7 separate regions of the Mus musculus genome follow, and regions 1, 3, 4, 5, 6 and 7 are each linked to region 2. Evidence: chromatin contacts called from public Hi-C and promoter capture Hi-C data. All regions are on one chromosome and are shown on one strand. The core of a region is the stretch at or near the end of the contact, and the rest is flanking DNA. Distances in the headings are between cores, read along the strand shown. Region 1 holds the start of Plk4 (polo like kinase 4). Region 2 holds the start of Ccna2 (cyclin A2). Region 3 holds the start of Actl6a (actin-like 6A). Region 4 holds the start of Pgrmc2 (progesterone receptor membrane component 2). Region 5 holds the start of Larp1b (La ribonucleoprotein domain family, member 1B). Region 6 holds the start of Kcnmb3 (potassium large conductance calcium-activated channel, subfamily M, beta member 3). Region 7 holds the start of Mrpl47 (mitochondrial ribosomal protein L47).

What was found. Promoter capture Hi-C pulls out the DNA fragments that hold promoters and counts their contacts. Hi-C and Micro-C count contacts between places; a contact is called where the count stands out from the background.
Region 1: a contact with region 2 is called in a promoter capture Hi-C map of cranial neural crest. The contact joins the promoter of Plk4 here to the promoter of Ccna2 in region 2. A contact is called at or near these places in 2 of 39 promoter capture datasets (cranial neural crest and pre-B cells) and 1 of 484 Hi-C or Micro-C datasets (embryonic stem cells).
Region 3: a contact with region 2 is called in a promoter capture Hi-C map of pre-B cells. The contact joins the promoter of Actl6a here to the promoter of Ccna2 in region 2. A contact is called at or near these places in 1 of 39 promoter capture datasets (pre-B cells) and 2 of 484 Hi-C or Micro-C datasets (B cells and natural killer cells).
Region 4: a Hi-C map of CD8 T cells shows a contact between it and region 2, with 6 times the contacts expected there. The contact joins the promoter of Pgrmc2 here to the promoter of Ccna2 in region 2. A contact is called at or near these places in 1 of 39 promoter capture datasets (pre-B cells) and 1 of 484 Hi-C or Micro-C datasets (CD8 T cells).
Region 5: a Hi-C map of CD8 T cells shows a contact between it and region 2, with 4 times the contacts expected there. The contact joins the promoter of Larp1b here to the promoter of Ccna2 in region 2. A contact is called at or near these places in 1 of 39 promoter capture datasets (pre-B cells), 1 of 484 Hi-C or Micro-C datasets (CD8 T cells) and 1 of 9 other capture datasets (liver).
Region 6: a Hi-C map of B cells shows a contact between it and region 2, with 5 read pairs. The contact joins the promoter of Kcnmb3 here to the promoter of Ccna2 in region 2. A contact is called at or near these places in 1 of 39 promoter capture datasets (cranial neural crest) and 1 of 484 Hi-C or Micro-C datasets (B cells).
Region 7: a contact with region 2 is called in a Hi-C map of neutrophils, with 11 times the contacts expected there. The contact joins the promoter of Mrpl47 here to the promoter of Ccna2 in region 2. A contact is called at or near these places in 2 of 39 promoter capture datasets (liver and pre-B cells) and 10 of 484 Hi-C or Micro-C datasets (CD4 T cells, CD8 T cells, liver and 5 more).

The regions. Positions count from the first base shown.
Region 1 is chr3:40,798,176-40,801,278 of GRCm38.p6, forward strand. It overlaps Plk4 (polo like kinase 4), which reads left to right and starts at 1,776. Exons shown (of 16, transcript NM_011495.2): 1 at 1,776-2,108; 2 at 2,825-2,920. The coding sequence starts at 2,079.
Region 2 is chr3:36,571,545-36,574,638 of GRCm38.p6, forward strand. It overlaps Ccna2 (cyclin A2), which reads right to left and starts at 1,494. Exons shown (of 9, transcript NM_009828.3): 1 at 1,237-1,494; 2 at 94-759. The coding sequence starts at 279. Bbs7 (Bardet-Biedl syndrome 7 (human)) reads right to left here. Exons shown (of 19, transcript NM_027810.3): 19 at 1,599-2,078. The coding sequence ends at 1,945.
Region 3 is chr3:32,706,688-32,709,797 of GRCm38.p6, forward strand. Actl6a (actin-like 6A) reads left to right here and starts at 1,859. Exons shown (of 14, transcript NM_019673.2): 1 at 1,859-2,193. The coding sequence starts at 2,169.
Region 4 is chr3:41,081,732-41,084,946 of GRCm38.p6, forward strand. It overlaps Pgrmc2 (progesterone receptor membrane component 2), which reads right to left and starts at 1,315. Exons shown (of 3, transcript NM_027558.1): 1 at 864-1,315. The coding sequence starts at 1,263.
Region 5 is chr3:40,949,105-40,952,202 of GRCm38.p6, forward strand. Larp1b (La ribonucleoprotein domain family, member 1B) reads left to right here and starts at 1,546. Exons shown (of 10, transcript NM_001040399.2): 1 at 1,546-1,580.
Region 6 is chr3:32,490,415-32,493,224 of GRCm38.p6, forward strand. It overlaps Kcnmb3 (potassium large conductance calcium-activated channel, subfamily M, beta member 3), which reads right to left and starts at 1,555. Exons shown (of 4, transcript NM_001195074.1): 1 at 1,494-1,555. The coding sequence starts at 1,555.
Region 7 is chr3:32,735,351-32,738,245 of GRCm38.p6, forward strand. Mrpl47 (mitochondrial ribosomal protein L47) reads right to left here and starts at 1,405. Exons shown (of 7, transcript NM_029017.2): 1 at 1,292-1,405. The coding sequence starts at 1,389. It overlaps Ndufb5 (NADH:ubiquinone oxidoreductase subunit B5), which reads left to right and starts at 1,713. Exons shown (of 6, transcript NM_025316.2): 1 at 1,713-1,855. The coding sequence starts at 1,732.

The sequences.
Region 1 (3,103 bases), core at 526-3,025, 4.2 Mb after region 2:
CTTTTAAGCAACAGTCTAAATCATCTATGAAACTAGATCGGGTAGCACACATCTAAAATCTAGCTCTGGAATTCAAGGCCAGCCTGAGGTGCATAGCATGACCCTGAGTCATAATAATCTTATTTGCCTATTAAGACACTGCAAGGGAAATTCTAATATGCCAGTGTGCTTGAAATTAGAATTCTAGAATGTTAAATCATGTTGAAAATTGAGAGTGCTTCTATGAATGTAAACATTCCTTAAACTACAAATGAATCCATTAAATTGCAGGTTTTTGTTTTTGATGTGCAATCATTCCTGTGTGTACGTAAATTACGTGTTCATTATAAAGTATCTTCACACAAGCTCCATCCGGCAGGCACGGTGCTTTGTTTTCAAACAGCTTTGAGAAAGTTCTGTACATGAGATCAGCTTTTTTGTTTGTAGATTTTATTTTTATAACGTGAGTTTATGTGAGTATAGGTTTGTGTACATGAGTGCTATGTCGATAGGAGCCAGAAGGTGGCATCAGAGCCCCTGGACGTGGATAACAGGAGGCTAGCTGACAGCATTGAGTACTGATAGGCAAATATGGCTCTCTCCCACAGCAGCTAGGTCTCACTCACTATGTCGGTATCTCCTACCCCTGAGATGTGCACAGTGTCTGAAAAGCATGAAACTTGTGAAGTGATGCCTTGCTTGCAGGATAACGTGTTCATTTAAATATGTGTGGAGGTTGGCCTTAATTGTCTCAAGGATACTGCAGCCAAAGACAAAAAGGTCCTAAATGAGGACCTCACTCAGCATAGAACCTTTTAAAAGTGCCCGCTAGCCTATTCCTCTTATTCCTAACTATAAATTGCCCTTGGAGACACAGGCCCCCACTAAGACGACTCATCTTTGTTGATAGACCCCCTGACCACCCAGGTGCCATCATCTCTGATTTGCTGTCTTTCCAAATGAATCTTTCCTTGCCTCACTTCTTGTCCTGGAATCACTGGCATTTGGGGATAGCAATCTAGACCTGGATTGGAACACTATTAGGAGTTGAGATAAAACACAGACACAGAGAGAACACACTATTGAGGATCTTCAGAAAACAAGTCACTACTTTGGATCTTTTTGCATCTGATTAAAAAATCTCAAAACAATTAGGCTAAAAAGCAAACCCCTGTCGGATTATTTACTAGCAACTAATGTAAAGATCCATACCACTACTCTTTCTTCAAAACATTTTTAGAGGAAAATGACTTAGCCTAGGTCACTCACATATGGCTCAAAATAAATTTGTAAGATTGGTAGCCCAGGTTAGCCTGGAACTCCTTAGAGTCCAAGAATGGACTGACTCAACCCCAGTGCGTCGCTGTGTCCAACCTTTAATATCTGTCCGGGCAGCGGGTTGCTGGGAAAGAAGAAACTAGAACCCAAGGACATGTCCACGCTTGGAAAGCATTTTACCACTTAGGTACATCCCCAGGCTTTTTTTACTTTAGAGTCGGTGTTTTCCCTATACAGTTCATCTTAAAGCACCACACATTAATAGCTGTAAAAAAGGAAAATGGCACAACGGTGTACATGGTGGGCTGGCGGGTTCGGGGCTGTTCTAAGGAAAGTAATGGACTTTTCCCCCTAGTTCTCTTTAGGCCAAACCTACACACTTATTTAAAAGACTTTCTGCGGGAAGCCAAAGCCCTATTATCCTTCAGGTCAAAACGTAACCTATTATTAGCGTCCGCGCTACGGTCAGTCGTACACTGACCGCTTTCCGTCAAACTTAAAACCCACTTCCGGCCTAGAGCGAGGGAAAGCCCCTGCTGCGCATGCGTGTCGGTCTCCGCCTCTAAGAAGTGGAGAGTGTGCTGACGTCACCGCCAGGCTGGCTCGTTCGGAGACCGGCGGGAATTTTTCAAAATGGGAGCTCCGGGGCGCCGCCCAGGCCTCGGGAGGTACCGGGGGTACCTTTCGGTGGCGTTGGCGGCGTCGCCAGCGGCGGCGTAGAGAAGGCGTCCTGATGGGCGCCAAGACCTGCTGGCTTCTCGGAGCGCTGCCTCGGAGGGACTGCGAGAAGGCCGAGCCCCGGGCGCCGGCGGCTCGGGAACATGGCGGCGTGCATCGGGGAGAGGATCGAGGTGAGGCCGGCGGGCGCGGAGCTGAGGGAAGGTCCGATGGAGGCGGACTCTGGTATTCCGGGACCCAGTGAGCTGAGGTGAACCGAGCGCAGTGCTGAGGGGAGGTCCATTGTGGCTCGGCACAAACACACGGGAGACCAGACGGGTTAGCGGGCTGAGGCTGAGGCCCAGTCTGGCTCAGGCGCTCACTGGTGCTCAGTGACACTAGTAAAGCGGGGATGAGGCGGGCAGGCGCGGTGGCGGTGGCGGGGCTGATCGCCGAGGGACAGGCGAAGCGACCCGCCCCCTGGAGCCCCGCCCGGAGGGGAGCGCCTTGTACCCCGCAGGTGTGTCTCCAGCTGCGGGCCCCGCCCGGTCCTGGTCCCTTGGCGTCGGGTCCGCACTCCCGCCTCCAAAGCCGCGCTCCGCTTGCCCCCTCCCCGGGGATGGCGGTTACCGTGGCGGGAGCTGCGGCGGGAACCTGGTGGGCCAGAGGAGGGACCCGAGCTAACCAGCTCATTAGAGTCCTTAGCCTCCATCAGGGAGGGAGCTCAGAAAATCTCTCAGAGCGTCAAGATGCCTTCCACCCCAGACACCTGCATCATCGAGGTGTGGCAGCTGCTTGAACCATGTCTCCTTTTCTCTTTGGCCCATTTCACATCCCATCCCCTACCCAACTTTCTTACTTTCTAGATCTGCGATTCCTCACGTGTAATCCTTAATTTTTTTTTTAAAAGGACTTTAAGGTTGGAAATCTACTCGGTAAAGGATCATTTGCTGGTGTCTACAGAGCTGAGTCCATACACACTGGTTTGGAAGTTGCAATCAAAATGGTAAGAATGTATTAGTTATTGTTTCTTCAGTATTTTTGCAAGGTACTAGAGAGCAATGAAGGCATGCTATTTAAAATGTCCCACTCATTATCTGCTAAAGACTGCACCTTGCCACCCTGCCAAATGTGTGCATTTGTAATAATTGCATAATACATTGCATAACCAAAAGACAGCTGTTAAGTA
Region 2 (3,094 bases), core at 244-2,743:
CCTGGAATGCTCAGCGTGCTTTCCGGCCCTCTGGGCTGCTAAACCCAGGACCGCTCCCGCCCGGCCCTCCTCCAGACCCCCGCGCCCTATTACCCGTCGAGTCTTGAGCTTCTGCTGCGGCGCGGGTCCACGCACGTTCCCGGCCTTCAGCACCGCCTGCGCCCGCGGCTGCTGGGCTGGCGCCAGTTTTTCGGGGTTGACATTCTCTTGGTCTTCCTGATGCAGCGAGAGCAGGGCTGAGCCCGCATCGCGACCCGAATGCCTCGAGGTGCCCGGCATCGCGGCTCCGGTCCGGTTCTGTCGGCGGCAGAGCGTGCACAGCGCCCGCCGCTCCGGAGCAGCGCGGGACCCTGGCGGCCGACCCGCGGAGCAGAGGCTGCAGGCGGGAGGAGCGTAGAGCCCAGGAGCCGCGAGCTGCGCGCCGCCCGCCGGCTGCTGGTCTTGTAGTTCAAGTAGCCCGCGACTATTGAAATAAACCAATGAGGGCGTCCGGAGTCCGTGACGTCACCAGAAGCGCCGGTCGCCGCGAGCGAAGGCCCGACGGGAATCTTACAGGGCGGGAGCCTGAGGACGCGCCTGCGCAGAGGAGGGCGGGGCGGGCGGCCGCTTTCGGCCGATCTCTGCTGCTCAGTGGATCTGTAGCCTCATAGGATCCTGCCGGAGCCGCTGGGCGGTCCAGACAAGCCCTCGGGGCCTCGAGGTGTCGGCCTTCGCCTCAGCTAAGGGGTGAAGCGCCTTCTCCTGGTCGCTGGGTGGCGCCTAGGCAGGAGCGTATGGATCTGAATGACAAACTGCCCCGTCCTGGGTACACTACTCCTTTCTCTTTCTCTGTGATGCTGCCATACAACATAGGGAAACGCTGGAACTTTTACTGTTTACTATTGTTTCACCTCTCCTGTATATCATTTGTTTGTTGTTTGATTTTGAGGCAGGGTCTCATAATGCTGTCCCAATTGTCCTGTGACTCACTGATATCCGTTATCAGAGCTCACTGATCTGGGATTAAAGGCGTGTCTCTATGCCCCGCATTCCAGTAAACTACCCCACCCCCACCCCCAATTAAAGATGGGTTAATTTAAAATGCCAACATGAGCTATTGTTGATAACAAGTGGTGTACTACAAGAAATTCAGCTGTCCATTAATTTTGCTAATCCTTGGTTGTGACATCAGACCATGAAGTTCCACTGACCCAAATAGATATTACATTTAGAAATGAAGTGCATTGTGGTACATACCTTTAATCCCAGAGTTTCAGATCTCTGAATTCAAGTTAGTCCAAGTCAGCTATGTAGTGAGATGATGTCTCAAAAGTAGAAAAAAAGTGTTCATAAGAAAACCGGGCAGCCAGGAGGCGATGGCCAAGCCTTTTCCGGGCATCTCAGGAGGCAGAGGCAGGTGGATCTCTTGAGTGCAAGGCCAGCCTGGACTGCAGAGTTAGTTCCAGGTCAGCTACACAAAGAAATCCTGTCTTGAGAAACCCTGTCTCGAAAAACAAAACAAAACAAAAACCACAAAAAAAAAAAAAAAAACCAACCCAAACACACACACACAGAGAAATATATACAAAACCTAAATAAATATATAAAGACACAAGTATATTACCTTAAATGTTCACATTTAATAGTTAAGAATCATACATAAAATATAATAAAATGTAATCATTGTTTTCATAACTACCCTTTGAAAACAAAAGACAGCTTATTTGCTCTTATTTAATAGTATTCTAAAACTTTCAATGCAATATTCCCCTGAAATGAATGACTAAAAGATCTTCTTTTCCCCTCAAGTACACAATAAAAAGGACTTTCATGGGTACTCGTAGGGGGATGCTTAGAGGCCGTCACTCTTCTGATTACATGTGGGACGTCCATCTGAGGTGCCTCGGGTCTGATCAGGCTCTGCTTGCTTCTTCGGCTGTCCTGTTGGCCTACCTTGTTTATCTTTCATGCTGCATCGAAGAAAGAAATCAGTGTGTTCTGGTCGTAGCTGTCGAGAATCTCCAGGAGCATGGGTACTTTGGTTTTTACATTAGTGCCTTTGAACTTAAATTTATCTATAAAAAGATCAGTAATCATACCTACGAAGAAAAATATTATTTCTTGTTATTGATTAGTTCTTTTAACAATGCATGTGGCATTCTCTCACCACCTGAGACTCCATTATTCAACACATACAAGCCTGGAAGAGGTTGGTGTTTTTAAAAACAGATGTGTATGTGGAGAAGGTTTGAAGCAACTTTCAAGACATAAATATTTGATAACCTTCTAACAATGGGTTGCAACTGCTGACCTAGACAAGCCACTGGTCGCGATTCTGAATCTGTGTCGGTGCACCCTGCATCCCAGCGACTGACTGCTGCTGCATCAGGAAGAACGTCTGAACTGAAGCACTTCACCCATGGGCTTACTGGGTGCAGAGGTCTGGGAAATTACTGCACCTTTGAGTTTTCAAGATGTAACACAGAGACAACTCAAGTTGTCTATTATTTATACAAGACCCTTGAAAAAAAGTATATTTTAGGAAGAGAAAAAGAATATACCATTGATACTTTTTATATTGGTCCAATGAGACTGAGTGCTGATATCTGCTAACAAAATGGCAATGCTTTTACAATAAACAGGTGAATACTTGCACTCAGTGGGATTTAAAAAAAAAATAGAAAAAGCTTCGTGTCAGTTTAAATCAGGTTTTATCATGAAGTCAATCAGATTAAGACAATTTGCTGGTAAATGATTTACAAAGGTAAACTTTGGTTTTCAAAGCTGCTTCCTAGATTTTGGAATCACAGATGAGAGACGGTAGATCTGCAACACCATCATGTAAGGATATTTTAAGAGACCCTGTGCTTGCCGAATAGTGAACACTCAGATATCAGTACTGTTCATCTGTGAGAAAGTCTTGGGTGCATAATAAATTCTGTAGGCAGGTTAGTGGATCAGTGTGGGCTGAGGACACCAGTCATGATGGCCCCAGGCCTGCATGTCAGGGAGAGAAGGGCTTAATGAAGGCTTTGCCACTAACTAGGTATGTGAGAGCAATCTTTACTCCCATATTTTATCTAAAGATTATTGAAAATGAAGATAAAATCATCTC
Region 3 (3,110 bases), core at 609-3,108, 3.9 Mb before region 2:
AGATCTTGCAGATGGTATTGGTAAAGGATATCAATCTGTAAATCCATCAAACTTGTAAATGAATTGCTAGATATTTAAATGATAGTGGTTTAACTGTACTACTATATATTATAAAGTAAAATAATATCTCTCCAATTTTTCATTATTGGAACCATAGTACTTATACATTTATCATGTATATATCTATTTGAGGCAGGGTCTTGCTATGTAGCCAGTATGCATCCCTTACTGGCCTGGAACTCACTATGTAGACCAGGCTAATTTCAAACTCACAGAAATCCACCTGCCTCTGCCTCTTGAATTCTGGGATTAAAACTGTGTGCCACAATGCCTGGCTTGGAACCACAGTCCATAATAACCTATCAGTTTTATTTAGTCAAACATGAAAACATGACTGGAAATAGAATTGTTTTGGGGTGCTGATCGGCAGTGAGCACTGATCATGGGGACCACAGTACACAGCACTGAGGCAGGCTGTGTTAGGTGTTGCATACATTGAGAAGTAAGCAACCCCTCCCACAGGTCACTTGGCAGTAATGTGCTCTACATCTTAACCAGACACATCACCTCAGGCACAGCTGTGAATAAGCTTGGCTATGCTCCAGTAAAACACAGCACAAGGTTTCTGACATGGGAGTATCATAGTATTCTTAAAACTGTTTTTGAATCATTTAAAATGTAGTAATACACACACGGTGGCATGTGCCTATAATTCCAGTACAAGGAGGCAGAGGCAGGAGGATTACAACTTGGAGACTAGCCTGGCCTACACAGTGAGACTTTCTCTCAAAAAACCCAAATCCAAACCATCACTGTCAGCTCACAGCACACAGTGTCAAGTGAACGGGAGAGCATTTTCTTACTAGCGTTATTCCTGAACCTATGACAGACAGGTCAATTCCTGCCACCTTAATGGCAGGGAAATGGATGAGAGTTTATTCAACCCACCTAAGGTTACAAGTAGCCACTATGTAGCTAGACCCTAGACACTTCAATTTAAGCACTGCTACCAGGTACAGAGCTACATTACACTTGAGCTTTGGAATGGCAGGACTGGTTTGGGCCTTTGGTTATATAGATCAGGCTATCTAAGGCCTAGAGAAGCAGAGGGACAAATTGTTGCAGTAATTTGGGGTAAGAAAAGACAGTGTTCTGGGCGACACTGATAGAGATGTAGACTAAGAACAGTAGACACGGATTGGGGAGGTATTTACAAATGGGTGCTTCCTTGAATAGTGCTCCACTTGCTTGGTGAATGATTTTCACAGAAATGAAAGAAACTGAAGTCATGATTTTTAAATGCTATCTAAATCTAGCTGGAAAAATGTACTGTCTTTTAATATAAATAGCCATTGTTTAAAATGATGGATCCTATTATTATATCTGATTTGCTGATTAATTCAAAGTGAAGTGCACATTTCTTTTTCAAGTATAAATGTTAGTTGAAGTATTTCTGCTTAAAAAAAAAAAAATTCCGAATTCATCACAATCAAAGGCCAGGGATCTCTCCCAGGTAACTAACTCAAGTTCCAGATTCCTTGCACTCAAGTTCCTTTGGCTCCTGGGGAGCAGCCATCCTTTAGAACCAGAGCGGTTGATGGCCTGAGGCAAGCCTCTTAATTCCCAGTACCTAATTAACTCACTCTCGAAACCCGGCCCACTCCTGCACCAAGCCCCTCCCACTCGCCCGCCCACCTAAGACTCCTCCTACTCTATTCGCGCGCGAAGCACAGCTCCACCCACTCCCCCCGCCTTGCTCCTGGAAGCTCGGTCCACCCTACCGGCCGCTCGCGAAGCTCCACCCACCTCACCCGCCCGCGAAGCTCCGCCCCCTCCTGCCCGTACCCCAACACCTTCCCTTCTTCTGTCGCTTCTCCCTCTCCCTGCCCCTACGGATGCCTTCCATTGGCTAAGACGGCTAAACCGCGCGGGGATGCAGCAGCGCCACACTCTGATTGGCTAATGACTAAGCCGGACCCTTTGTCATTGGTTGATACGAGAAACCAGCAAGAGTGGCTGTGCAGCGGGCGTGCGGCCGCTGCTTTGTTGCCGGAGGGGGCGGCGTTGGAAGTTGCAGGCTTGCGGGGCCGGCGTTCTCAGGGAGAGGAGTCACGCCGCTGTTATCTTTCGTCCGGTAGTCTTCGGCCAGTCCCCGCCAGACAGTAGCCATGAGCGGCGGCGTGTACGGCGGAGGTGAGTGAGCGCAGCGGCGCCTCGGGGCGTGCGGACCGGAACGACCGGCCTGGTCCCTAGTCGCTTCCGTTTCCCTCCGGTCCTCGGCGGGCCCTTCCGGTCTTTGGACGGTGCTTCCGGTCCCCGTATGGGCCACGGCCTCTCCTTCTCTTCGGACCCGGGCCGGCGCGCAATAGGTTTCCGGCTTGTCCCGTCGCTGCTCCGAGATGGCCTCAAGGAAGGGCCTTGGCGCGTCTTACCGGCTGGGCTCTGATGGCAGTCCCTGGCACGCCGGGTCCCTCACTGTACCGGTTCCGCCGCGCGTTGGTCCCGGGCAGCTCGCGGAGGTTCCGGGCCCCCGGGGTTGGCACTGGGTGCGAGTGGCGCCCGGTGTTGCGGCTGCTGCTCTGGGTCCTTCAGCAGCCACTACAGCCTGGACATCGTTCCAGGCGTGCTCGGTCCCCAGATGAGCGGATCCCTGAGGTACAGGCTGCAGTTCTCCTGTCCGGCTGGGCGGGAGCCTTTTCTAGATCGGCGATAACGAAAACAAGGCTTCTAAGTACTGTTTTGTTTAAGAGTAGTTACCTAGTTAGAGACTCTCCTCTAGGGGGGATGTTGACAGGAGATGGTGCTGCCATCCCTCACGTTAACGAAGAAAAAAATATTGGCAAGAGTTAAACAACCAGCTCAAAGTTTAAAGACTCGTTGTAAATTGGGAGCAAATTGCTTCTGGGATGAGGCAGGGGTATTCCTTTCTCTGCCGTGTACAGGTAACACGCACCCATCAAGAGTTAAATAGTATCCTCACACTAACAAATCTATATCTGCATTGAGTCAGTAGATCTGTGCCCACTCATTTTAACTGCTGTGTAGGGTTTTCTGAGAATAAACTATAGTAGTTTCTCTAGGAACGGTAGTCTTTTCCCTGGCAAGAAGTG
Region 4 (3,215 bases), core at 65-2,564, 4.5 Mb after region 2:
AAAGTAAAGTTGTAAAACCTTCAGCACATGCAGGGCAGGGGGCGAGAAGTTCGACGCTTCTAGGTTCGTGCCCCCCCTCACCCCCCCAAGGCGTCTCATTCTGCTAAGGGAAAATACAATAATTTATTTTCAACGGGTATTTGAATACTTATTTTACTATTAGCAGAGAAAGAAGGAGAGGAGGGAAGGAGGGAGAGACTGAGAGAGTCGGAGACAAGAGACACGCCTGCCTCCTGGGCAGATGAGCTCCACCCCCTACACTCAGGGCCAATATCTTTGCCAGTCTTACTTATTAAGGTTTACGTTCTGGTCCGTCCTCATTTTACATACAGTTGTTAATCTTGGAAAGCATCTTGGAGCCCAAACCGACTTTTTAGAAAAAGAATGAAAACGAGTCCGGGGTGGTTGTGAAACCGAGCTCCAGGGCTTGGGACTTGAAACTACGTGTCCCTAGCCCTGACTCTCGGCAGACAAGTCCGGAGAAGGGAAAAAGTAGGCAAGTGTCAAACAGACAACCCAGAATAAGAAGAAAGCTGTCTTAACACTGGGCCAAAAACTTTGGATCGCCACTTTAGCCCTCTTGCCCCGACAAAGCCCAGAAATCAAAACGCTCCGAGGAAAGGTTGAACGCCAACGTGACTAGAGACAACTCTTAACAATTTTGAGAATTTCAGCCCCAGGAAAAGCTGCGAGGAGATACGGATTGGGAAAGGCAAGGAACGCCGAGCGCAGGTCTGTGGGGCGCCACTGAGCCCCCCACGACGCCCGCAGCTGGGGGCGTGCGCGGGGCTGCGGTCCAGGAGCGGGGCCGCGGCGGGGATAGGGTGTCCCGGATCCCCACCCCGACACCCCTCACTCCTCACCGGGGCCGTAGAACTTGCTGCCTTTGGTCACGTCGAAGACTTTCCCATTGACCGCGAGCAGGATGCGCGGCGTGCGCGCCCCGTCGTACTGGCGCAGCTGCTCCAGGCTGAAGTCCCGCTTCTTCATGCGCGGCAGCGTGGCGGCCGGGCTCTCCTCGCCCGCCCCGGGTCCCGAGCACAGACCACGCCGCCCCCAGCGCACCCACAGCCGGTAGGCCCCCAGCAGCACCAGCGCCACCAGCGCCACGTTCAGCAGCATCTCCCCGCCCGTCGCCAGCAGCGCCGCCACCCAACTGCTCCTCGCCGCCGTCGCTCCGGCGCCACCCGGGCTCCCGTCGCCGCCACTCTCCCCGCCGCTCCCCAGGGTGCTTAGCTTTACGTCCCCATCACCCGCCGCCATCACTGCCCGCCAGCGCCTTCCTCCTCCCGCCCCCTGCCCTCCCCAAGCCCGCGGCCCTGCCCACCAGGCGGCGCTCAGCCAATCACGTGAGGGGCTGGGGCGTGGCAGCGCCGGCTGCTTATTGGCTGTTGGCTGGGTAACGTTGTCTGGCTTCGCTCTCGCAGCTCGGGCTCTGGCTGGCAGCGCGCGCGGGCAACGCCCCGCCCACCTCGCCCCACACTTCCCTGCTCTCACAGCCCCAACGCTTTCAGCCTGGGGAGTGTAAGGGAAGGGCGGGGCTGAAGAAAAATAGAGTGTGCGTGGGGCGGGGGGGGGGTGGGCCGAGCCGGCTGTGCGCGTGCGTACTCGCGCGTATGGGCGGAGCGCCGTCAGGGCGCGTGCGCGGGCCCTGGGACGCCACGCGCTGGGCTCTTTTTAGCAACCCCTCCCTGCTGCGCGCGCGTGCGCCCAGAAGCGGCTTCTCTCTGAGACGGCTGGTTCGCGTCTGTGACGACGCACGGCGGAGGCCGCAATAGAGCGTGAGCTGCGGGGCCGCGTGTGAAGCTGGGCTTCGGGCACTAGCCCTAGCAGCGCCGGACACTCGGGTCCCGGCCCACGCTGCTTTTGGGCAGTGCTCCTAACAGGAGTCGGACGCAAGCTCTTCTGCGCTTTGCTCCCCGGCGGTGGGCGTGCGCGGATAAAGCAGCCTGTGGCTCTAGCTCCATAGCCTTGCTCGGGGCCTGCGAGAGTGCTTTCCAGTGTGAATTCCACCCATCTCGCGCCCTCAGCTAGTTTGACAGGCTTCTGTCACTCTGCTTGTGAGGAAGGAAGATGCATCCAGGGAATGGCCAGTTCCTTATAACTTTGAACAACCGGGGGTGGGGGACAGGTATAGACGAATGGTGGCAGCCTAGGGGTGAGCTACCCGGCATAAAGGAGCTGACTCAGAAAGGAGCTGACTCAGGCTTTGGCGTGAACAGTATAGAAAAGTAGGGATGGGCTTTTCTGGCTGCTATTAGTTTTTAGGTAACTGTCTTTAGTGTCAATGGACAGGAGAGCCCTACCCACTAACGGTACTGGTGATCATAACTTCCCTAGAGAGGTTTTAACACTCGAAAGGATGGGAAACCAGCCATTGTACATAAGACTCATCGTGGCTTTTTTTTGGGGGGGGGGGGGGGGAAGGTGCTGAAATTTTTTTCTGTAATGGATTATATATTTAGGTGCTGTGGGCCATAAGGTCTCTCTGTCCCAACTGTTACATAAATAATAGAGAATGAGCATGATAGTGTTTCTATTAAAAATGTACTTAGAGACACCGAAATTTGAATTTGTCATGAAATACCGTCTTTTTGTTTTTGAGACGGTTCAGTGTGTTCCAGATTGGCTTTGCACTTGATATGTAGATGAAGATGGCCATGAACTTGCATACCAGCAAGCACATTCCCTTGCCCATCATTATGACTTTTAAATCACTTAACGTTAAAGTCGGTTCAGCCCCTGAGTAGGTATAGAAACAGCCTGTAAGCTATATTTTGCCAATCCCAGTCTGAGAATTTTTTTTTTTTTGAGTCAGAGCTGTTGTCTTTAATTGAGAATTAGTAAGTGACCATATAATCTTTACACTGCAAGAACGGGAGTAAAGCCAGATTGGCACAGGCCAACCTCAGTAGTCACCAGAAGGGTTAGAAGTCACAGTTCCTGTGGGACTTGCTAACAGAAAATGGAGATGTCAGTGATGGAAACTGGTTTTGGGAAAGAACGGTGGTAGCAATCTCAAGTATCTGTCAGTTGAAATAATGGCAGTAGGAAGAAAGGATCTCGGAGGTTTCATAGTAGGCATCTTTCTGTTCAGAATTGGGTCACAGGCTCTCCTTAAAACATTACCGTTTAGTGAGATTGCCTTTTGTTACATGGCTTTGGGGAGTGCTTAGGGAAGACTGTACTGGACATGGGGCCATGGCTGGTCACTT
Region 5 (3,098 bases), core at 296-2,795, 4.4 Mb after region 2:
CTTCACTTGAACTTGGCTCCGGATCAGGAGTGCCTATTGGAGCCCACATCGTTACTGGGAAACTTTTCCTGGGTCCTGAGGACCCGCCCTCGTGAAAAGCCTGAAGCGTTTCACCTTAGCGCAAATGGACTTTCTGGTCCTCCTGGTTCCTGAAGATTGTCCTCCTAGTCCCTGGGTCACAGACGTAAGATGCTCCCCAAGCGTAGCAGGTTCATCCTCGCGATCCGCTAGGGCGGGGCTCTCATCAAACCATGCCCGCCGCATTCGGGAAGACTCCACAGGCCGCGGTCGCCCGCAGCGTTTAGGGAATGCCCGCAAGTGGCCACGTCACTTTCCAGGGTGCCCGCCCCCTAACCTGCCTCGCCCTCTACCCGCCCCGCCCCTCACCCTGACTGGCCCTCGCCCTGGTCCTTGGGCACCTGGCCTACTGAACGCTGATTATCTTGGCTCTTGCCTACATCACGCCCCGCCCACTGGCACGCCTTTCCCCTTGCGCGCCCCGCCTCTTGGACGCCTCCGCCTCCGCACGCCCAGCCCATCGGCCCGCCTCAGCCTATAAACGCCCCGCCTACCTGGCCACCCCGCCCATTGGCCCTCCTCGCCCTCTGTACGCCCCGCCCAGTAGCCTTCCTCGCCCTCTGCACGCCCCGCCCCTGGCTGCCTCGCCCTCTGCATGCCCCGCCCTCAGGGACAGTTACCGGCTCAGGCCGCGCGCGCCTCCGCAGCTCGCCAGAGATCCTTCAGACTGGCTGGAGCGCCGCGTTGTCGCCCGCGCCCGCTGAGGGCTCGCGGCTCGGGCGCGCCCGGCGCGAGTGGCGAGCTCCGGCCGTGCGCTGCGACGAGGCCAGGCGGCGGGCGGTTAGCGCTCCGCTCGGCGGGCGGGGAGGACGGGCACGCCGGGCGCTGCACGCCTCGGCGGGCGGGTTCCGCGTCCCAGGACCGAAGCGGGTCGGTGCCCCCGTGTGGAGAGAGGGGCGGCCGGGCTCCCTGGACCCGGACGGCCCCCGGCTGGGCAGGAGGCTGGGGCCAGGGGCCGGCCATGTCCGCTCGCGCCCCGGTGCCCGCCGCTGCCACCCGGGAGGACCCGCCCGCCGTGGCCGGAGACCGGGACGCGCTGTTGGCAGCGACGAGCCGGCGGGCGGAGCAGCCGGCGCCCGGCGAGCGGGAGGGCAAGGAGGCGAGGGAGGAGCGGGCCGCGGCCGCCACCAGCGCGGGTGCGCGGGGAGAGCCGTCGCCGGCGCTCGTGCTGGGACACAGCGTGCCGCAAGCGGCCGTGCCCGTGAGGCCGCTGGCGCTGCACCTGGCGCACAAGGCGCGTGCGCCCGGGGGTCCCTTCGGCGGGGAGGCTCCGCCGCTGCCGCCGCCGCCTCCGCCGCCGCCACCACCACCGCCGCCGCTGCCGCCGCCAGCACCGCGGGACCCACCGGAGGACGCCCGCGAGGACCCAGCGGCAGCCGGCCCGGAGGACAAGCCGCCGCCGCCGCCGCCAAAGGGGAACCCGTGGACCAAGAAGCTGCCGCAGCACCTGTCCACCGTGGGCACCGGCGTGCCGTCGCCCGCTCAGGACTCCCCGGAGGCCGGTGAGTGCGGTCCGCGGGAGGTGTTTGGTTCCTAGGTGTCATTCACCGTGCCGATTTACATAAATGGACATCTAGGAGAGGGAGCGACAGGAAGAGGTGGGACCTCAGGTTCTCCTTGACGGGTAGGGGCACGACGTGGGTGACTGGGCAGCGGGGCTGTGCTGGGCTCGTGCCTTCACGTGTCGGCGTCCTAGACGCGGTGAATACCGTGGAAAAGTTTCCGGGAACTTGACACAGAGTAGAGGCGAGTCGGGACGAGCGGATTTGTAAGTGGAAGTCCGATTGGGCTGGCTCCTGAAGTGAGGTGGTGAAACGAAAGTCTCGAAAAGCTGCTAGGTAGATGTGGCTGTGAAGGCAGCTGGTATTAGGTGTTTTTGCGGTTGTGTGGTTGTGTTTCAGAATGCCTGACACAGGACAGTTGATTCAGAGTCCGGATCGCACAGCTGGTCCCACGGTAGCCTGCGCGTTAGCAATTGGGTTGTGCCTTTGCGTTCGAATGCTGACCCATGCAATATGGCCCTTGGGGCTTTATTTGGGTTGCAGCAACTGCAGTTAGAAAGTAAAATGAAGACTGGCTTGTATTTGGTGGCGTATGCCGATTGATGTAGAGGATTAGGCGTTCGAAGAGAAGTCAAAAAGAAAAAAGTTAGAATGGAAATGCTGAGTAAAACTCTCCTTTTTCTTTTTTTTTCTTTTTTTAATAAAACTGCACTAAAATAACTGAACTTTTCTGTGGGAATTGCGGCTGTTTTGTTGGCAAGTTTTCGCTGGTCTGGGGAGAGTTGGTGGAACAGCCGAAGTTTGAGCATGTTTATGGGGTTGTGAGGGTCAAATGCGGTGAAGGGATCCTGTACAATTGTGATTGTTTTATCTCTCCTGTAGGGGGAGATAAATGTTGAACCAATTTAGTTTCTTAGGTTTTGCACGCAGAACCAATTTAGTTTCTTAGGTTTTGCACGCAGAAATGCTCACTAACTTATTTGCTTTTGTTATTTTGCTTGCTTTTTGAAACACTATCTACTTGTGTAGCCCAGGGGGTTGTGGAATTCTTGATCCTCACGTCACTGTCTTCTTCAAGATACTGGGATTATAGACATTCTGCTCTCCTTATTAATTCTTACTAAATTTTGACACCTTAAGGAAAAACAAAACAAAAGCACTGAGTTTTGCTCTCCATCTTGTATTAGTACAATTCTGGCCTGCTGAAAAGAGCAGTTTACTACCATTGCTAAATAAGTGAAGAGAACATGGTATATCAAGTCTTCTTAAAATTTCGTAGAGAAACCTGTTGATCACTCTGTTACCCCTCCATATCTAGATTTACACAGAGTACTAGGCATTATAATATTTATTGAACTATGAAATATTAATCGAGTTTTTTGTGTGTTTGTTTTTGTTTTGTTTGTTTGTTTGTTTTGTTTGCTTTTCGGTTTTTGGAGACAGGGTTTCTCTTTACAGCCTTGGCTGTCCTGGAACTCACTTTGTAGACCAGGCTGTCCTCGAACTCAGAAATCCACC
Region 6 (2,810 bases), core at 305-2,804, 4.1 Mb before region 2:
TTCTGGGTATTTGCTTTTTTAAAAAAAAATACAAAATTGCTTAGCAACTTTTTGTGAAACAGCAAGTGAGGTTGATAAAAAGCCACCACCAAGTGCAGGGTGGGAGCAATAAGAAGCTATCCACCTCTGCATGTCAGGAAGGGAAGTGAGCATAGGGATGCGTTGGGGGCAGACTGGACTGTCTTCCACCTTGCTTGTGTCATGAGGAGCATCTTCACGTTCACTCGCTGGCTTGGTTGCTATTCTGTCTCCTGCCACGAAGCGACTTGCTGTAATTGCCTGCTCATAAAGGCATTAGCTCATAGCTGGGCGAGCCTCTCTACTTTGTGGTCTGACCCTTCTACCAGCCTGGAACCCACGCCCAACCCATCCAATGCCTCTCCTTCATGCCCTAAACCAAATACCCAGTAGAGTAGTTAAAGCTGGAGGTTAATGAGTACCCAGCTCCCAGTTCTGCTTATATTGCTAAGAGCCACCCAAGTTTTCTATAGTGGGAGAGCTTGGCTTCAAGGTGTCCTCTTCCCAAGAATGTACCAGAACATTTCTAATATCATATTTCAAAAGCCTGGTATGGCTCTCCTCTGCCCATTTCTGACTGTCCTGCTGCCCCAACTCTCACACAGGAGTTCAAGGCCCCACTCCTCTGAACTTCAAAATTCTTCTGCTTTGCATACCCTTGGGGAGAAGGGTCCTAAAATAATCTTTTTCACTTCCCACTTACTCAGTATAGTTGGGTGGTTAATACCAGTAATCTCTACACTTGAGAGGTGGAGGCAGAAAGAGCAGTTCAAAGTCAGCATCAGGTACAGAGCATGTTTGCAGTCAGCCCAGGCTATGTGAGATGCTGTCTTAATAATAATAATAATAATAATAATAATAATAATAATAATAAAGCTAGAATGTACATAATATATGCAGGCCTGTCTAGTTTAGAGAGTTCCAGGAAGGCACCACCGTGCTAGAGCACACAAAGACAAGTATCTCTATTTCAAGATAAGATGAGGGGCAAAGACCCAGAGTCATGCAGCTGCCTCGGTGGGGAGCTGGAACCTGAATCTTGGTCTGGACCATTAAGGCTTCACCAACAAGACCAAAGGCTGGTGTCATTTCTTTGTTCTTTCGTACAAGAGATATATTGCTGAGCACTGCTTTCAGTGCTGGGATCCATAGCCCACACCACCTGTGTCACCTGTGTACCCAGGTAGAGAGTGGTCCACACCTGGAATCCCAGCACTGGAGATCAGGAGGCAGGAGGATCATTCTTAACAATATAGAGAACTTGAGGCCAGCCTGGGCTACATGACAGCCTGTCTCAAAACAGCAACCAAAGGTGGGGGTGGGGTAGAGGTGGGTGGTAGGGGTACCTGGGAGGCATTGCAAGCTGGCCTCCTCAAAGCACCTACCAAACTCAGCTTTCAGCATGCCGCATTGTAGCCACACTGGCCTTGATTAGCAGGAGGCACACTGATGGGAGATTCAGGTGGGGAACTTACCTCCCTTGGCGCCTCCGGCCACCCTGTAGCGTGATTTGGACAGGGATGCTGAAGGGCTGCATGAGGCCAGGAGATGTCTGGATCGGATGCTCCCCGCCTGAGTTGTGCCCTTTTAGAGCGCAGGAGGCTTAAGCATCATCGGAAGTGGAGTCCCAGAGGGAGTTGCCAATTCCCTGCCTAGCCACAGACACCAGGACCCCTGCTGCATCCAGAGCTGGCGGGGTCCTCTAGAAGTTTCCTAGAGAGGTGGGAACTCAGGCAGCCTGGCTGCAAAGCAACGTTCAGGTATAGTTGCTCATGGAGTACCTAGGTGGTTCTGTAGCCAACAACACTCCCCCAGCATTGCCTGGCGCCTGTTCCACCTGACACCTGTGTTTCCTCTGAATTCACCAGGTGCATTGTCATAGAGACCAATAGGACTGTGGAAAGTTCTGAGGCCCCAGGGACTCTGTAATTGGGGACAGACATACCCAATACACAACGTGTAAGAAGAGGAAATGTTCTGTCCCAGACACATTCCCTTCTTTTTTCAAAATATTATGTTTGGGTACAGGCTTAATATAGTAGCCTTTTCTGAATAAAATTGTTCTGAATAAAAGAATAGCTTTACAAACCTGTGAGGTGACTCAGTGGGTAAAAGGTCATCTGGCCAAGCCTGGTGACCTGAGCTCCATGCCCAGACACCAGTGAAGGTGGAAGGTGAAAGAGCCAAGTCTACCAAACTGTCCTTCGAATTCCACACAAGCGCACAAACAGGTCATGCACACACACACCTGGCAATCATAATATTAATTCGTTTAATTTTTAAAATTAGATTTACAGCTGGCACAATAGTTTCCACTCAGAAGGCAAAGGCAAGAGGGTCAGAGCTCAGGGAGGTAGCACTAGGTGCTAAAAAAAAAAGCAGGTCGGCTAAGCCATGGAGGCGAACAAGTAAGCCACACTCCGCCAAGGCCCCTTCCTGTGTCCAGGTCCCTGTCCTGTTTGAGTTCCTGCCCTGGCTTCCCTCGGTGATGAACTGTGGTGTCCAAGTGTATACAGTACAAATAAGCCCTTTCTCCCCAGGTTGTTTTGGGTCATGTTGATTTATCACAGTATATTTGTTAGATTTCTGAAGCAGATTAAAGACACAGGAGGCAGCAAATGTCCAGACTGACCTCAACAGAAAATGGATACTACTTCTTTCAAAACATCGAAGGGTGAACCCTCTCCTGTGGGGAAGAGGTGCTCGCAAGGACGGGAGGAACCTACGGACTTTCTATAGGGAGTGTGGCAGTTGGAGAATAGGACAGAAGTGAGGGGCTACGTGTGAACCTT
Region 7 (2,895 bases), core at 155-2,654, 3.8 Mb before region 2:
ACTCCTGACTTGAAACTAATTATGAAGAAATAAACAAAGCAAAACAAAACAAAACAAAATCCTACCCCAAATTGCCAGTGTGATGACAAAGGAAAAAAGAAACACTGGACGAATGGCAACTATTGCACTAAATGATCCTTCACTGGATCCTGAAGCAAAGAATGGAACTGAATGGAGACAATGAAGCGGAAAGAAAAAAGGGAAGGGATTAGTAGAGCAAGTCCTATTTTTATTTTGGATTATATGCTAAATAATAACACTGTATTCCACAGTGTGACCACAGGGTCATACTTAGTAAGGCAATGTCCTTGGGTCTATGATTGAATTTTGACCTCTGTCCAACAGTGCAGAAAAAGAGCATAAATCCAGGGATCTTGAAAAATGTGACAACTGTCAATGACTGGCTACTATGGGTTAAGGGTATATTTTGACTATTACTCTAATAATGTTTCTGTTGTCCTGGGGAAATGATGGAAAATCAAGTGTATACCTGCAACATTAAAAAAGAAACGGCAATGTGTTCTATGAATGCATAACTGGTTTTACTGTCTTCAAAATATTTTGCCTCTTTTCTGAGTGATAGGTATTCATTTTTTACAAAACACACACACACACACACACACACACACATACTGAAATAATTTCATTAACAAATTTAAGGTTTATGTATCTGAATGTTTTCCCTGCATATATGTGCACCATGTGTGTGCCTGATACCGTCAGAGGTCAAGGAAGGCATCAGATCAAGATAATGGAAGACGAAATCATTTATTCAAGTTTGCCACCCTGATCAAATTACAACTCTGCAAGGTTTTAAAAAGCTAATTTGCAAAGTTAGTGTAATAATATAGAAGAGACTGCTTCCTTCAATTAATCTGCTCTCTACTATTTCTAAAACTCGGCTCCCTGTTGGCAAGTGTCAGTGAAGAGTAAGCTGTCATTCTCACACTCGCAGACGCAGCTTCTGTTGCCGTAGCTACGCTCATCACTTAACATCTGCCGGACAATCTGTGTACAAAGACGCCGAGGGAAGCCTTCCGTTCACAGCTCAGGACTCCTCGGAAACCTCCCTCCCAACCGACCCAGCCCCAGGACACTGCGAGTCCGAGGAAGCACCGAGCAGCGGATGCTCCCACCGCCCGCGGCGACAGAACGCAGGAGGACTAGTGCGCCAGGATAGGCGACTGCAAGGTCACGCTCTCTGCCTCCGCGGTGGCCTGTCTAGAGCTCTGTTGCATCCTGCAAGAAGCGCCCAAAGGCGGAGGCAGTCATTTCTTCTCTCACCACTTACCCCGAGTGAGCAGCGTCCTTGGGATTTACTAGGGAACAAGCTGCCTTCAGGAACGCTGAGGCTCTTCTACAAATACCCACTAGACTGGTCGCAGCCATGTTTCTAATGGAGACCCACAGTGTCGGTGTCCACGAGGTCACTTCCGCTGGCGGCGTGAGGCAAGTGAAGCAAACAGGAACAGGCTTTGCCCTTACTAAACATGGCCGCTCCCACGGCTCTCGCTTCAATCTCCCAAGTCTGCCATAGAGTTTACAGGGCTCTCTTTGGGCGCCCCACCTACAATGTCGTCACTTTTGTCCGCCAGCGCCTGCCTGTGAAGCTCGCAGGAACGGGCCGCTGCCCTCACTCAATATGGCCTCCTCTAGCGTTCGCCCTCACTGGTGGATTGTCCCTCCCGGCTCCCTTAGCCCTCCCCACTTCCTTCCGTGGCCGGTGTAGCCATGGCGGCCATGAGCCTGCTGCAGCGGGCTTCGGTCTCCGCGCTGACAGCGCTGTCTTGCCGCCGCGCTGGTCCTAGACTCGGAGTCGGAAGTTTTCTCACGCGGAGCTTTCCGAAGACTGTCGGTGGGTGGCGGCCTCGGAGACGCGGGTGAGAGGTGGGAGGGCTGTTTCCAGGTGACCTTGGGGACCTCCGAGGGAGAGAGCGGGGACAAAGTCGGCCTGGGGCTCTCGTGTGAAGAGCTGCTGCAGATCGGATGGCCTTGTTTAAGCTCAGCGTTTGCGAAGCGCCTTGCCACGCCATGCTGGGCGCTGCTCCCTCGCTGCCAGGCTAGGCAGGCATGGAGCTGCTGCCCGCGTCTCCAAGGGCAACTGCACACACTTCGTTGTTGAGACAGGGTCTCGGGGATCCGAGGCTGCACTTGTCCCGGCTCCCGAGGGCTGGGATTGCAGGCTTGCACTGCGTCGCTGGGCTCAGGGCAGAATCAGGGTGCGTGGCACCTGCAGCTGGTTCCAACCCGCAGATAGGAAGTTGCTGAGAAGCGCACTGAAGTGAAGGCTGTCATGGTGTTCCTAGGCACGAGTGTAAAAAGGCTCCAGGTGACAGGCCCGTTAGGCACGGTAATAACTGTGTCCGTGGACCTCACAACATCATAGAAGGCCACGAAAATATTTTATGTTTGTTTTTTTTTTTAAAAGACTAGTGCGAGTGAATGTGTAAAGTTGGGTTCAGCCCAGATTGTATCTGCTGTATGTTAATGCAGTCATGCTTTTCATATGACCTGCGGGTCGCGACCCCTTCATAGGGGTCACCTAAGACCGTAGGAAAACACAGATGTTCACATTGTGACCCATAACAGTAGCAAGATTACAGTTATGGAGTAGCAGTGAAAATAATTTTATAGTTGGAGGTCACAACACAAAGAACTGCATTAAAGGGTTGCAGCATTAGGAAGGTTGAGAACCACTGTTCTCTTAGAAAGGAGCCTAAGAGGGGTAAAGAGCTCAGGTCTCAGGACAGTCATAGAGAGGGCCTTGGTTAGAGATATACAATTTGCCTTGTCTAATATAGAGAAAGACACACACACAAATTGCCCTAAAGCCTATTATATTGAGGCAGTATGCATAGGGACCTTCTGGAACATGCTGGAAAGGATCAGTGCATT